Regions from separate parts of the Anas platyrhynchos genome. Here region 2 is linked to region 1. A link is a contact called in public Hi-C data. All regions are on one chromosome and are shown on one strand. The core of a region is the stretch at or near the end of the contact, and the rest is flanking DNA. Distances in the headings are between cores, read along the strand shown. Region 1 overlaps DIP2A (disco interacting protein 2 homolog A). Region 2 overlaps PCNT (pericentrin).

What was found. A called contact is a pair of places that touch in the nucleus more often than the background predicts.
Region 2: a Hi-C map of small yellow follicle shows a contact between it and region 1, with 2.2 times the contacts expected there. The contact joins two enhancer-like sites. A contact is called at or near these places in 2 of 8 Hi-C or Micro-C datasets (small yellow follicle and subcutaneous adipose tissue).

Annotation. Positions count from the first base shown.
Region 1 is chr7:28,370,447-28,373,176 of IASCAAS_PekinDuck_T2T, forward strand. DIP2A (disco interacting protein 2 homolog A) reads right to left here. Exons shown (of 43, transcript XM_072041101.1): 28 at 2,660-2,730; 29 at 2,050-2,180; 30 at 720-888. Among named protein-coding and RNA genes, the nearest start is that of S100B, 22 kb to the left of the region's middle. Within about 2 kb of position 1,370, at least 4 of the 8 cell types and tissues checked have an H3K27ac peak or open chromatin away from gene starts, as enhancers often do. A contact at or near this core is called in small yellow follicle, where this site is marked.
Region 2 is chr7:28,463,609-28,466,338 of IASCAAS_PekinDuck_T2T, forward strand. PCNT (pericentrin) reads right to left here. Exons shown (of 54, transcript XM_072041132.1): 52 at 2,730; 53 at 1,142-1,269. Among named protein-coding and RNA genes, the nearest start is that of DIP2A, 6.7 kb to the left of the region's middle. Within about 2 kb of position 1,368, at least 2 of the 8 cell types and tissues checked have an H3K27ac peak or open chromatin away from gene starts, as enhancers often do. A contact at or near this core is called in small yellow follicle, where this site is marked.

The DNA.
Region 1 (2,730 bases), core at 120-2,619:
ATTCCCTTCAGGGAGGCCCAGGAGAATAGAGGACCAGAAGTTTTTGTTAGTTTGTTTGTTTTGTTTTGTTTTTTTTTCTATACTGAGAATAAGCACAATGTAGTTGCCTTCTTGCAAGCAACAAGCTGCCAAACATTTCCAGCAGAGGCCCTGAGCAGCTTAGTTACTAAAGCCATGGAAACTCTCTTGCCACTGAGACAGAAGTGCTTTCTCAAATCAATTAAACTTCAGTTAAGAGATTTTCCTCAAAATAAATGGGTGTAAAGTGTGTAATTACAACTGTTAGAAAGATTACATCAGTTTTAGAATTCAATATTGTTTGTCTGAAAAGACCCAAAAGCAGGTGAGACATGGCAAGTGTGGGGTTGAGCAGTCAGTGGGTGAAGGTTTTTGTTTTTTTTCATGTGTGTTTTGTTTTGTCTGTTTGGCTGGGTTTTTATTTTTATTTTTGCCTTCCTAAGTATTTTGTCCAAAACTTCAGAAATACCCAGCAGCACGGAGGAGGCACAAATAAACAGTTGAGAACATAAGATGTCTCCCCCCTCAGAAATGCAAGAGATGCAACTTTCAGCAATCTCAACATTTCCTGCAAAACAAGTGATAATTAAAAGCTCTCAAAGAAACACTTAGAAGACCATGTTCTACAGGACAAAATGAAGTGTTTTTAGGAAAATACATGTATTTGTATGTCAGCGTGCTGAAGAGACAAGTCCACTTACCCGCAGCATGTCGGTCTGTGTTCCAAGCCCTTTGGTGCACATCTCCATCACCGAGTACGAGCAGAAAGTGACACGCACTTTGTATTGACTTACAGCAGACAACCAGAGAGATACATTGCTCTCTAGTTCCAGAGGAGGGACAAGAATAGACTGATGACCTGAATATACACTAAGGAAAACAAGAAAACAAGCATGAAAACTTCAAGCCATCATAAAAAGCGAGAAGTTACTCAAAGAAGAAGGGAACCAAACAACTACAGGAAAAGTGAGAGCTTGATATCTATATGAACTTCAGCTCAGCTCTTTAGAAAGCAAGCATCTCACTGGATTTTCGACTGATTAGTTGGCAAGGCACTATGGGTTAAAGTTAAGCCACAAACTTCAAGGTGAATTTATCTGTCCTGCAGTAAGTTGCACTGAACTACAGGCAAATAAATTCTCAGTGCCTTGAAATTTAGGCAACTTTTCATTTTCACATATGTAAACTACAGTAAGAGAGAGGGTAAGAATACATGTGCCATCCCACAAACCTCTGCCTTCTTTGCAAAGCCTGCTTCCCATGGCAGGCTGTGGTTGCAGCTCTGTCTCTTAGACCTGTTATCTCTGCCTGCTAGGCACAGCATGCAGTCAACACAGCTTGCACGAGAGGCATTGCCTGCCTAGCCTTGACCTAAGAATCAACATCGCCCTGGCAGCTTTCACTGCGGATTCAGAGCTATGAGGAAGCATTCATGCTCTTTGGCTCCCACCTCACTCACACTCATGGCCCCTCCTCACTCTTCTCTCACCCTCTCCACAAGCACCCAATATCCAGCACAGACTGTGTGCCTTGCAGCAAACGCCACTCATGTCTGCATCCAGGAAAAGCACCTGTCTAAATCTGCGTGGTGAATGAGAAGAGAGATTTGGTAGGAATGATATTTCTGCAGGGAGGTGACAGTTAGAATAGAAAACATGAATGTTGTTCAGGGGAGAAGTTCAAAACCATCAGAGTTTCAAAGAAAGGAATTTCAAAGAGTTTCAAAGTTTTCAGAAGTTCAAAATCATCAGAGAAGATATCCATGAAAACACTTCAGTTCCTTTTTTCCCTCCCTTGGATTTGGTGTCTAATTAATTTCAATTGCAAAACCAAAGTTACTTAAGTAACTGACTGACTTAAATAACTCTTTTACTGCATGTTGGTATGAATGCTGTATGTTTTTATGAAATGCCTACAAAAAGTTAATCTGGGGTTACACTTATAGTCTTGTCCACTACAACTAGCTGGGATTCTACAGAAGTGAGGAGAAAGATAGGGACATGTGAGAAAACCTATGATTCAGTAACATACCTGCACAAGCACCATAGTGCAAATCCCAAACCACAATAAGGGTCAAGGCAGATGGCAATCTGACGCGAAGGGTATAGCTCACACTGTAGCTTTATAGAACGACATAAGGCACTTGTAGCTGCATGTGACATCTGTAAGAAGAAAGCAGGCTGTCTTCAAGGATTTTTTTAAAAAGAGGTATCACATTTAATACCAACAGAAATGCTTGTTGTAGAAGATACAGCAATTGGTAGTGATTCTTTTTACATGCCTGTGAAACAGGAAAGGGATATAAGCCGAAATTTTTAGCTACTTATCAGGCTATCTGTAAGTGATACCTGTGATGTCAAATAATGTCAAGGAATGTCTAATATTGCTGTGATAAATTGCAATTGAAAACATTTGTGAACTTCATCACAAACACCCTCCCTTTAGTCCCCTCAGTGATTCCTCACATACAACCAGGTAGGAATGAATGCTTCCGAAAAGTGCATCAAGAAACTTTAATGTCATGCACATTTTAGAACAAGCCTTCTGAACACTAAGATGACCCACTGGCAGAAGGAATGAATGTGAAATATGCCAATATATAAGAAAATTAAATTTAACAGTCTCTCTTCAAGTACTCTACCTTTACTCCTGCTAATATGCCAGTAGTAGACACGCTGAAGTCCAAATATGCCAGCATATCTGGAGATGTAG
Region 2 (2,730 bases), core at 118-2,617, 93 kb after region 1:
GCAGACAAAAGAGATAACAGTTGGACAAAAACATTAATAACATTATCTGACTTGATGGTCCACAGATGTTGAGACCTGGAAACTCAGTAAGATAAACCCGGATGGGTAAAGAAAGTTTTGGGGAATATGCTCCAAAGAGCATGGCCAGCAGGCCCTTCTAACTGCATAGTCAGTGGAGTCACGCAGCAGGAGGCACTGGAGCCTTGTACTGCTCCCTGGTAAGGGGATGAAGTTATGTGCTACACCTTGATTTGGACCGTGGAAAGCATGATCTCATTCCTGTCAGTGACTTGGGCTAGCATGGGTGCCCTCCCCTAGCCACTGCTGGGATTGGTGTGCAGAGGCATGATCTTCCCTGGAGCAGCCATGGGATGGGCTGTGTGATCCACTCCTTTGTGTGTGCATATTGTAAATACTATGCTGCTGTTTTAATAGATTTTTCATTTACAATTACTGCTTCACTAACTTCACTATGCTTTTATAACTTCTTTAATAACTTCTTGTTAATAAATACTTGAATTAAGCAAACTTGTCTTTTCCCTGACAATCACAGCCACATTGCTCGCAATCCAGAAATACTAATACACCAGAAACAGTTTAGATCTAAGTTCCAAAAATAAGAAAACATTGGAAAACACATCTAATCATATCTTTCCATCATATTTTCTCCCCATTTTACTTTGAGGAGGGGGAGTGGTTGAGGTGATACAGTGACAAATGAGGGAAATACGATAGTTCATGCTAGAGAGGCAGCCCTATTCAGCTATTACAATGATTCTCTGACTTGAAGGTAAGTTAACTCCATAAAATTCATTTAAAATACACAACTTGCTAATTTAGACTTGATAACAGGAGGGGAAAAATCGCATGGAAATTATTCACCTTGATCTCTGAAGAATTTCACTGAAGTTATTCAAAGAAATGCCACATGTGGACTAGTTTTAGGTATGATTCACAAAAAGGTTTAGTTTCAGAGACTTATTTTTTATCCCCCTCTCTCCCTCCCCAAATTATTAATTAAAATGATATTCTTTACATTCTCTAAGTATTATAGGCAGAGTCTTTAAGTACTGTAGGAAGACCCTTGTAAAAAGAATCCCAGACTGCTCGCAGTTCTGAGAGGTAGCGTGGTTCCTCTTACCTAGTTGCAAACCTCCTAGTCTTTGCTGGATAACCTCCAAGTGATGGATATATTCTGTTAGTGATCGTTCAGGATCCTGAGTAGGCACAAATGACTTTTCTGAAGCTGAACTTGTGGATGGAGTCGATCTTAAAAAGGAAAACACAGAGTTTTGTTCTTATTGCACACTGTCCTGGTTTCATCTGGGATTGAGTTAATTTCCCTTCTAGTAGCTGATAGGGTGCTGTGTTTGGGATTTAGGATGAGAATAACATTGATAACATGCTGATATTTTAGCTGTTGCAGAGTAGTGCTTATACTAAACCAAGGACTTCTCAAGCTCCTCACACTGTCCTGCCAGCAGGCAGGCTGGGGGTGCAGCAGGAGCTGGGAGGGGACAGACCCAGGAGAGCTGACTCAAACTGGCCAAAGGGGTATTCCACCCCATCTGAGGTCATGCTGAACAATTAATATGGGGGAGCTAGACAGGGTAGGGGGACTGGCAGCTCCAGGATAGCTACTTAAGCTACTATTGCTTAAGATCTGGATGGGCATGTCAGCCCAGGTGAACAATTGTCTTGTACATCAGCTTCAGCTGTCCATCCCATGCCTCCCCCCCCCATCTTTATCTCAATCCCTCAATCCACCAGTTCTCTCGTTTTTATCCTTTACAGTCCTCCATCCCAATGAGGAGAAGCGAGAGAGAGGTTGTGTGGTACTCAGCAGCCTACCTGGTTAATTCACAATGCTCAGTTTTCTTTAACCAGCAGACAATAATTTTATTCATAAAGTACCCAATTTATAATAAGAAAGTTAAAAAAACAAACACATGCCACGCTGATGGAAATTTGAAATGCTACCATTCACATCAACTGCTAAAAGTCTGTATTATAAGAAGGAAGCCACAAATGAGGAATAACTTGTGGCTATGCATTATTTGAGGTTACTCGGGGTGCTTGGAGAGTCTGGAACTGGGAAGGTAAATGACAAATGAAGGCCATGTCCCTCCAGCTCCAGCACTGAGCTTGCAGCTCAGGCATTTTCTTAGCAGCACTGTGCAAAATGCCACTTGTGACATACAACCCAGCAACAATCATCTGGGATCGTATTCCTGTGCAGAACTGGACATAATTAACAAAAAACTGGAAAAAACACACACAGCAAGTTCCCCACCTCCCATTCAAGTGTGTTTACAGTCCGAAGGCAACTAATACTAATGCAGTGCTGTCCTATGGTAGAAAAGCCACTTCCGCTGGAAGGTGAACCTACTTACTTGCATTCTTAACATAAATCTCCAGTTTAGCAGGCAAAAGCAGCAGGAATTACTCCTCAAAGAAGGTAACAGACATTACCATTTTAAATACTTCAGCCTGTCCAAATTAAATCGGGGAATGCCACTAGGAGTATTCTCAGTCAAAGAACATCAGACATACTCAAAGGAAATGAGAATTTTTCTTCTCCTGTAGCATCTTGAACCAAATTAAATACTTACCAGACCTAAGAAAACAAATACCTCCTCTTGATCAAGTACTTTCTCCAATAAGTGGTTACATTTTTAGGAAAGACAGCCCAATATGGCAATTGCACAGAATGCAGACTACAGACTGACC